Linked DNA regions of Dromaius novaehollandiae: region 2 is linked to region 1. A link is a contact called in public Hi-C data. All regions are on one chromosome and are shown on one strand. The core of a region is the stretch at or near the end of the contact, and the rest is flanking DNA. Distances in the headings are between cores, read along the strand shown.

Region 1 (4,823 bases), core at 725-3,224:
TAGAAATCCTTCACATTGGCTGTGAAGCATGACTCCAAGCCAGTGACTTGGATTTCCTGAAACTGTGCTTCTTTTTTTCCCAGGAAACATAACTTTGAACTTAACAAACATGTCACTCTGCCCTAACAGAAGCATGCATTAAGCAGCACATGCATCTGAAACATTGACAGCAGATTAAATTTGATTCTGCAAATCAGCTTTCTTCACTTTTCTCCAGGGAGAAAATTCTACAGGGAGAAAATAACTTTTCCTCCAGGGAGCACATCAAAACAGAGACATGAAAACACATGCACAAAAGTCTCAGCGGGGGTAACTGCTCTGACATTCCTGAGCCAGGTACTGATGTTGCCTCCCCATCCCATGAAAGGCTGCAAAGCCCTACGGTCCCTGTTCGAGGTACATCGCTCACTGCTTGGAGAACCCCAATGACCTGGACAATATCAATGTGAGGCTGATATTTTTCAAGCCACTTTTCAGTTCATCGTTTTTCAAGGAAATTTGGGGGTTGTTTTGTTTTGGGGTTTTTTTCCAGCTCTCGTGCTTTAAAATGGTAATCTGTTGAAAAACCTGATAGCTACTAAGTACACCAGGAAGGCCTCTTCAAAAAACAATTAAACAATTACAATGGATGATATGAAAATAAGGCTTCTGTGATATGATGGGATTGATTTAAGAGGGTTACAGGGAGCTAAGGCCTGCTGTTCTATAATAAATGATTTCCCTGAGACAACTCAGTAAGTGAAACATAATCATGTAATTGAATTGTTCTTGAAATACCACTAACTCCAGGGTCTGGAATTCAGCAGTCCCAAATGACCTTGTATTTAACATCTTTATTCATGATCTAGGGGGAAAAAAAAAGTACACAGCATAAAGGATTTATCAGTAGACACAAAGGGTCTTCAGGTAAAGTAGACACTGGCAATGCTGGGCTTGTTTAGTCTTCAGAGAACTCAAATGGAAAGAGATCTGATTACAGAATTCAAGTGAGATTTTGCAGGCTATTTTAAAAATCAAGTTTCATGAGTTAAGAGCAGAAGAGAAAGGACAGTTAAGGAAAGGGAGAGCAAAGGCAAGCAGAATCAAAGGAGAAAAGGGGTTTACAGATGTGATTTATGGCCACATGAAAAGTGCCTGTGGTACCTCAAACCCATGTGAAACTAGGAGGTCTAGAAGCCCTTTATTCTGCACTCAAACACCAGCCCAGGCCACTGAGATTAGAAAAACAAGAGTGGGGTGTAAATTTTGCCTTCACACCCCCTGATCTTGAAAAAGGAGAGCAGTTACTGTTCCCCTCACTAGCCTTCCTCTGGGGCCATGGGCAACGCCAGCCTCAGCCTTCAGGGGAAGCCTCTAGGAAATCCTGCTTTTCTCTGTGAAAACTGAAGGGTACGCAGGGCCCCAGAGAGCCTGGCAGTGGTGGTGGCTCCAGGAGGGATTGATTTCATTCACAAATGAACATGAAGGCCAGGAAATGCCAGGACCCTGTTCCCTGGGACAGACCCCTTCATACACAGAAAGCCGTGCCCAGAAGATTAGCAAATCCAGGCAAGTTATGGTGCAGAAATCTTAGAAATCTTGAATTCTGTGGCCAAAGCTGAAGGGGTAACTACTGCACTTAAAGCAACTACAAAACCTCTGTTGGTGCTGAATGGTACCCTGGGACATTCGTGCCTTCAAGAGGGAACGCGGGCCAGAGGAACCAGCTCTCCCTTGTGCAGCAGAATGAGGTGATGGTGGAGGAGGCCACAGCCTTCCTGGCCAGCAGGACTCCATCTGCATCCCTCCTTGCCTGTGGGAGAACACTGCCTGCAGACAGAAATTTCCACCAGGTGAGCAGTAGCCATGATTTTACAGTGCTGGGGAGATGTCTCACTGGAGGGTGCAGAGAGGTGGCTGCTCCCAGCTGTAGCATGTAGAAAAACCCAGACAGGAACAAAATAAATGATGTCCAGCTGCACTGGCTTTTCCTGCAAACCTGCTGGCCTAAGAGCTGCTCCGTATTCCCTGTGGAGTGACACTGGCATCTGGTGGTCAGATCCCCCCATCGCTAGTCACAAACTCTGATTCTTTTATTTCTTTTGAATGCTGGGTACAGTGGAAGTGACTGGGAGCACTTTGTGTAAGGCAGTCCTGATTAACTAGATCAGTGACAACTGCTGGCTGCAATTATTAACGTCACTGACTCTTTTTTGGAGCCCTTTATGGTGCGAGGAGCACCAGTTTCAACTCCCACTTTATGCTGGCTCTGTGTGTGAACACAATCTGTCCTTGCAGCATGCCCACTGCACAGTCCTCCTTACCCACATCGCTACGCTCCTGCCAGTGGGAAGGAAGGAATGAAGACTGGTCTTATCTTGCTGAAAACAGGCTTTTTTTTTTTCCCTGTCTGCTTAAAAAATAATTACCAGGGCCTGCTATGAGGGCAGCAGAGATAAAACAAGCTTATTTCCGATCAGTTACCAAATGCTCATCTCTAGAGATGCTTAGGGCCACATAAGCCTTGGAAGAAAATGTTGTTATTCCCCTTCTGCCTGTTTCTGTGACGTTCTCTGCCTCGGTGGGATTTGGCTTGGGTGACTCCATGCACTCTGCAGGCGCTGTGCATACCACGGGTGCTCCGAGGCCGCCTTTCTGCCAGGGTGCTCCTCACATCCCCGCCTTGTCTGGCAAACAGCAGTTCTGGTGCAGAAGGGCTCTGCCTGATAGATGAAGAGAAAAACAAGTCCATACAAAGCACTGGACCTAAGACAATCTGTTTTCCATTGGATTCATATCTTGCAACTAAGTGCTTTTTTTAAACCAAATTGTACACTGGCTGCAGTGTAAGTGCCCCCCTCATTAGAGATCAGAGACCAAGATGTTGTCTGCTTAGTTCGGCGTAACATAAACACCTTTTAGAAGTTTTTCTGCAATCGGGCCACAGTCTCTGTCCTGGGCAAGGTCTTTGCTGTCTGAGAGGGTCTTTCCTCAAACTGCTGCTCTCCCTGTTTGAGACCTATTTTTTCCTAGCTGCCTCCTTTCCTAAAACTCCTGGGAACATACAGTATCAGAGAGCTCTACCTCTCTGTGGATTCGGTAGGAACTGGCCAAGAAGTTCAGGAGACACTAGGATGGGTACTGAAAGCCATGCCCACGGCGGCACCGGCATACAACATGACAACATGAGCAGCGCTTCTGCAGGAAAACAAATGGCAAAGTCTGGGGCTGCATGAGCCTAAATCCAGCTTTCCATAGTAGTGTCCTCCCAGTGGGGGTACACCACTGTTGTTCTGCAAAGAAACGGTGAAAACAATGATGGAGCGGTTGTATAGCAACTGCCAGTGTAAAAGTCACCAGGGTTGGCTTTCCCATGTGCCAGCCTAACCCTCCCGGACATCATAACTGCACTCGGAGAGGGAAAATCATCTGTTTGGCATACACCAGTGCAGGCAGAAACCTAACAAAGGGACATTTATGTGAGCACCATCATCAGTTTTAAGGCAGAGTAGGATCTGTGGGTACAGCTCGTGGATGGTTTCTCTGCCCTTTTTACCCAAGGGACCTTGAGGCATCAGGAATAGGGCACGTCATGATGCATCCCTGATGCATCCTAGAAGGTTCGTCTGGAAGTGTCAGCACCCTTCCCTCCAGCAGCTTTTTTTCTCCCATCCTGCTCAAGGGTTGCATCTCTGATGCAATGCAGAGGCTGTGGTAGAAAGAGGTAAATGAGGGCAGAGAGACGGTAGGCAGACGACTCTGTCACTGGGAGCAAGTGGAAAGAATATGGTCACTGAGAGACAGTGTAGGAGTGCAAGATGGGAAGAAAAGCAGTTTGGAGGGACTAGGCATTCAGTCTTTCCTGCTTCTCCTTGAGATCTGCCCACAGAAGCCAGAAGAACATTGATATTCATGCTCCATCTTCTTCGGAAACACCAAGCTTTCCCTCAACCTGCTCTCCTCCTCTCCCAGTTTGCAATCATACGACTTCAGTTGGTAAAACACTGACCATCCTCTAAACACCACATAACTGAGTTGGACCAGGTCTTGCCACTGGTTCAGAGATCTGCTTATGCAGGTGAGTAGAGCAACAGTCAGCTACAGCCTGAACTCAAACAGCTATTGTTGTGCCAGTGCCACGCTGAGTGTAGACCTTCGCCCGATGCGCAGGGATTTTTCAGGTTTCACTTATGTTGTGCTGAAAGGAGTTTAAAACTAGTGAAAAAAGCACTACCTTTATTCTGCAACGAAAACATCCATGTAGGCCATCAGCTTAACTGAGGGGCTGCATTAAACCTACTGGTAACGAATAAAACATTTCTGCCTGGAATCGCTCAGTGGGAATTTGTACTGGGTTTTGCATGGTCCATGTAGAACTATGAGGAACCCTACGCCTCGGGCATGTTTTGGCACCCGTGTCCCATGCTTCTGCTGTTGTGATAGCGCTTCACATGCAAATGGTGAAATGCTGCTGCCTTCCTCCATCCCAGCGCCCCAGGGGCCATTGCTGCCTCTGGGCTCTGGATGGGCAACGGTGCTGCCGCCTCTGCGAAACCGTGCGGCGAGGAGGCACGTTCCTGCTTGGCGGCTGCGGCTACGGGACATCTCCTGCAAGCTGAAGTTTAACGACACAGAAGTGGCTACAGTTGCAGCGGTGCGAAAGAACTACCCGACTACCTCATGGGAAACGCCCTGCACAGTCCAAATGTGAAGCCAGTTATTTCAGGACTGGAAAATACCATCCAGGACTGGCTTTTTCTGGTAACTTTCCTGTGCTGCAGGAGAACAAAGGGAAGCAGAAAACAGGGTGCTCCTAGCCTACAGAAGGGAAAAGGATGAGAAGA
Region 2 (4,823 bases), core at 1,129-3,628, 68 kb before region 1:
GAGTGCACCTAATTTTAATGAATAGAAGTGGTACTATGTGTATTATTCATCCAGTCAAAAATTGTACCTTTTCTCTGGCTTCAATCTTCTTTGCCCATCTTGTGGCTGCCCATTTTTCATTAATATTTTCCTTCTCCCAGGCAACCCGCACATGCTTCTGACGAGCACTGCATTTGAACAGTCAGATAATTATATTCACACTGTCCACAGAAAAAAGCTTTTCACTGACAGCAGCCCATTAAATTTCATACAAGAGATGATCATCCTTCCACACTGTGCACAGATTATTTTAATGGCTACATTTCACCACATGCTAAGTTAACAACACATACACTTCTACAGACTAACCTAACATTTCATTGTGTAAATGCTTGGCTAGGACTGAACAGACGAGCGACCTCAAAAGGCATTCTCACACAATACTATAAGCATTGTTCTAGAATCAGAAAGGCAGCAATTTTTTATTCTGAATTACAAGAACTCATATAGTAACAAAGCTAATGAAAAAAGAATGAGTTCAGTTTCCTACAATTCCAGCACAGTTCTATAAGCAGGGAATATATTTAATATCTGAAGGTAATCTACACAGTAGCTTAAGATACCATATACACACATGCAAAGTTACACAGTATTACTGCAACTGCTGCCTGAAGTTGCCTAGGGCAGTCTGTTGTTTCCTTTCCTTCCACTTTCCTGAACAGTGGTTATCAGTCTATATTCATAGTGAAAACTTTCATGTGTTCAACTGGTAACATGCTCTACCAAGTTGCTACTGCACACACATTTAATGAACATTATATGAACTTTCTATATTTAGCAAGCATCAAATCACATAAATCTGGCATCAAGTGACAGCATGTCTTACAGAGGCCCAAAAAAAGACAGAGAACTCACCTGTGTGGGAACTTGAGAACAAAATCAGTGAGCTGCATGCACTTGAAAGGCATAGCCTGTCTTCTGACACCACTACAGGGGCCATCAACTAGTGCCTGAAACAAACACATGCTTATTAGCAGTTTCCCCAACATGCTTGATTTAGACAGCAGCTTCCTAACAATTTGTTAACTGCAACTTGACCACAACAGTCTGAAATAGAAACAAGTTTTGTGCTGTCAGAATCAGAGATCAGTAAGTCTTGCATATACAACCCAACTTTACAACAAGACTCATCTTGCTTCTAAAGGCCCATCTTTGTCTTTGGAAAAAGAAGCTGGAATAGAAAAAGTACACAGAAATAAGATCACTTACTTCACCATTCTCTTCTCTGGCTTTTTAAGGAATATTAATTGTGCAAACCCAAGTATTTACCTTAAACATATAATGGTACCACTCAATTCATCAGTTTTAGACAAACTAAAATGTACTTGGCCACCACTACTCCCACAAGAGTTCCAAGACATCACACCTCTAGTCACAATAAATACGTAGGAAATAATGTAAGCATCTATCTTATTTCCCAAGAATTCACCAAAATCAGCTTTTAAGGCACTTACAAGGATAAAAGAACTAGAAGAGATAGCAGAGACGAGACTGTATCACTTGACAATGAAAAAAACTTACTAAAAGTTTCAAACAGCAATGCCTGCTAAACTACTCCTTTCTGACCTGTGCTTGTTTTCTTGAAAATCTCTTTGGAGAATGTTTTAATGCACAAGGTTATTAAAAGAAAGAGAAGAAGTAAGCTGGGCTGCTCTTAGCTTACCCTGTTTTGGTCAATAACATCCACAATTGCCACCAGCTTGCCAGCATGTGGTCCAAAGGAAATGAAGGCAACCCTGCCAATCTCGACGAAGCGCTTGAACACCTAGGATCAATGAGAGCCGACATGGGTCAGGCGAGAACCCACCCGAGGCCGCGGCCAGACTCACAGCGCTCCAGGCCGCTGCCTAAACACGCCGCCCCCCCGCCCCGAGCGACGGACTCAGGGTAACACCCACAGCCCGGCAGAACCAGGCCCCGGCGGGGGGCGCAGACCCCCGTCCGCCGCCGACCCCGGAGGGGCCGCGGGGGCGCCCCTCCCCCCCGCCCTCCCAGCGGCGGCGCGCGTGGCCCGCTCCCAGCCCAGAGCGGGAGAGGCGGCCGCCGGCCTGGCCCCCTCCCTCCCGACCCGCTCCCCGCTGCGGGGACGGAGCCACCCAGCGCCCCAGGCAGGCGAGCGGGCGGGACGCGGGGAGACGCCGCCGCCGCCAGGGCCAGCAGGCGCTGAGACCCCAGCCACACGCACGTACCATGATGGCCGCCCGTGAGCAGAAAGGGAGGGGCAGTTTCCGCGGCGCCCGGAAACTGCCTCCGGGCCGTCACTGCGCAGGCGCGGGAGGCGGAGCCGGAGTGCCGCCTCCGCGAGCGCGCTTGCGCAGAACACTTCCCCCGCCCATCACGGGGAATACGGAACATAGGCTCTTCTCAGTACGCATGCGCCCTGCTGGAAAGGCGCGGAGGCTGCCGGCCCGCTTTTCTATGCGCATGCGTGTCGGCGGGGGGCGCGCACCGACGTGAGGTAGCGGGGCGCGCATGCGCAGACATCCGCGTCGGGCTGCCTGCGCTCTGCCTGGCTTTGGGGTTTTGCTTGCTTTCGCTTTTTTAAAGCTGTCTGTGCTTTTAGAAAGAGTGTTTCCAGGTGTCCTCAGTTACTGCAGCCTGTCAGCGCTGCCCAGACACTGTGCGTCTGCTGCTCGGGAGGAAAACCAGCAGCTGCCCCAGGCCAGTCCGGCCATCTTAGAGCAGTAGGCGCCAGGAAAACAGGCCAGGGCAGCCTCTGCGCCGCTGGCAGGGCTGCTCTCAGCACGCTGCTAGCGGCCGCTGTTTGGGGCCCTCTCTCTGTGGTCCCGGGAGGCTCCCGGGGGGCTCCTGGGGGACCAGAGTGCTGCTGACGTGGTGCCAGCCGAGGCGGTGGCTGAGCCCTGGATGTCTCCGTTGGGAGCAGGGCTGCCCAGGGCTGGAGGGAGAGCGAGCGGCTCCCGCGGGGGCCGAGGCACGGCCTGCTGGAATCGCTCCCACTTGGCCCAGCACTGGAGGAGAGAGGTCTTAGCCAAGCAGCAATTGCCATCAAGTTTTAAGTTTCCTAAGAGCCACATGAGCAAATCAGAAGTACCATCATTGCAGCCCGCAGCTCCTCCAGGAGTACGTATTTGCACGTTACTCCAAACACTTGGATGGAGTTTTCTGTGGGCCACGTTTTGGATTTAACAACAGCAAGGAAGAGGTTCTGGTTTCAGCTCCCTTGAAAGACTGGTCCAATGGCAAAAAAATACGAGAGGGACACTGCAAATTCAAAGACCGTGCTTGTGCTGTAGCAAAGGGCGATACATTTGTTGCATCTGAGCACAAGAAAAAGCTGACAGCACAGTCAGCATGCCCTGAGACGACTTGTTAAAATTACCCTTCTCTGTGGAAGGCAGGACATTTTCATGAGGGGATGGGTAAAATATATCAACATTGTACCTGCTCTTTCATACTGTAGTGCAGAATCTGACTCTAATTTGAAAGAACAGCTTAATAATACACAATACAGTAGCCTAGACCTGTTGGAACAAATGCAAAATCAAATTCTAAAGCTGATAGGAGTACTCATTTAGAACAAATTTTTAGACAGGGTAAAAATATTTCAGCTTAATAATTCATGCCACCAGTGCTTTTCCAAGAAAAGGGAACGTCACGTTGACTTTATGTTACACCCACCCAAGTACAGAGGGACAAGCAGAGCTCTGAAGATCTGATTGTTTTTTTACATATCTCTGATACAACAGAAAACCTTACAGAGCTTTTCATACAAAAATTATCGGGGATTGTGTAAGGAGCTCTTAAGGGTCTACAGCTGTAACGTGGTAAGGAACTTGTATGATCAAAATTCCAGGAGCCATTTAATCCTCTGACAGGACAGATGTTGAACACAGTGATTTCTCTCAGTTGTGGAATGCAACAAGTGACCAACTTGTTAAACACAGTCTCAGAAGTCATCACTATGCTTAAATGTCCTGCAGAGTGTACGGAACTGCAATAACTCAAAAGATTTAGTAGGCCAGCTATGGGAGACAGAGGAGGACCAAATTAGGGTGTGAATATAGCATGCAAGAAGCAAGGGATAAGTTAAATGGATGCTCTTAGCAGCTCCAGAACAAAGTACATTGTTATTGATGGAACCTTAAGCGAAAGAGCTGACTATGATGTGAATGCTGGAAGATTGCTCTATTCTGTCACTAAATTTGCATTCTTGGCTGCACTGGTGTGTGTTGAACATAGTCCGTCTCATAAAAAATCCTTCATGCATACATGCAACAGGCAGACAGAGACCTAATCACAATGGCTAATGAAGCAAACTCTGTTTTTTGTACCCTGGGGAGAATGAAGCAGGAGGGTGACAACATTTTCTTCACTTTATGCTGAAGTCCAATGTTTGGCCTGTGCTGTTAATGCTGAAGAATCACTTCCATCTGTGTGTGGCAGAAGAAGGCATCAAAGTAACCCTGGTGTCACAGATGCACAAGCAACACAAGCACACTACCAGAAGAATGTGTTCATTCTGTTCTTGGACCATGTTATCTCAGAGCTTCAGAGATAAGTGTTGCACTGCTCTTCTTACTTTATTGCTCAGTACCTATTGCCACAGAAATTACATTTGTCTGACAACAAAGATAGGGAGAGCTCTTTACTATGCATACAGAACAGACCGTTCCAACCTTGATAATGCCAAAGCAGAGCTGCAGAGATGGCGGGCAAAGTGGAGAGACATTCCAAGGGACAGCCAGTGAAACAGCGTCTTTTCGGTGCTCAAAGAGCTGAGCCTGGTATATTACCCTGAGCTCACTGCTGCCCTCATTCTTCTG

The links. Hi-C and Micro-C count contacts between places; a contact is called where the count stands out from the background.
Region 2: a Hi-C map of brain shows a contact between it and region 1, with 2.2 times the contacts expected there. The contact joins the promoter of RPL14 here to the enhancer-like site in region 1. A contact is called at or near these places in 2 of 4 Hi-C or Micro-C datasets (brain and liver).

Annotation. Positions count from the first base shown.
Region 1 is chr2:28,564,007-28,568,829 of bDroNov1.hap1, reverse strand. No RefSeq gene overlaps it. Among named protein-coding and RNA genes, the nearest start is that of GGCT, 8.2 kb to the right of the region's middle. Within about 2 kb of position 1,974, at least 1 of the 2 cell types and tissues checked has open chromatin away from gene starts, as enhancers often do.
Region 2 is chr2:28,631,991-28,636,813 of bDroNov1.hap1, reverse strand. RPL14 (ribosomal protein L14) reads right to left here and starts at 2,378. Exons shown (of 6, transcript XM_026098780.2): 1 at 2,229-2,378; 2 at 1,703-1,804; 3 at 895-989; 4 at 68-167. The coding sequence starts at 2,231.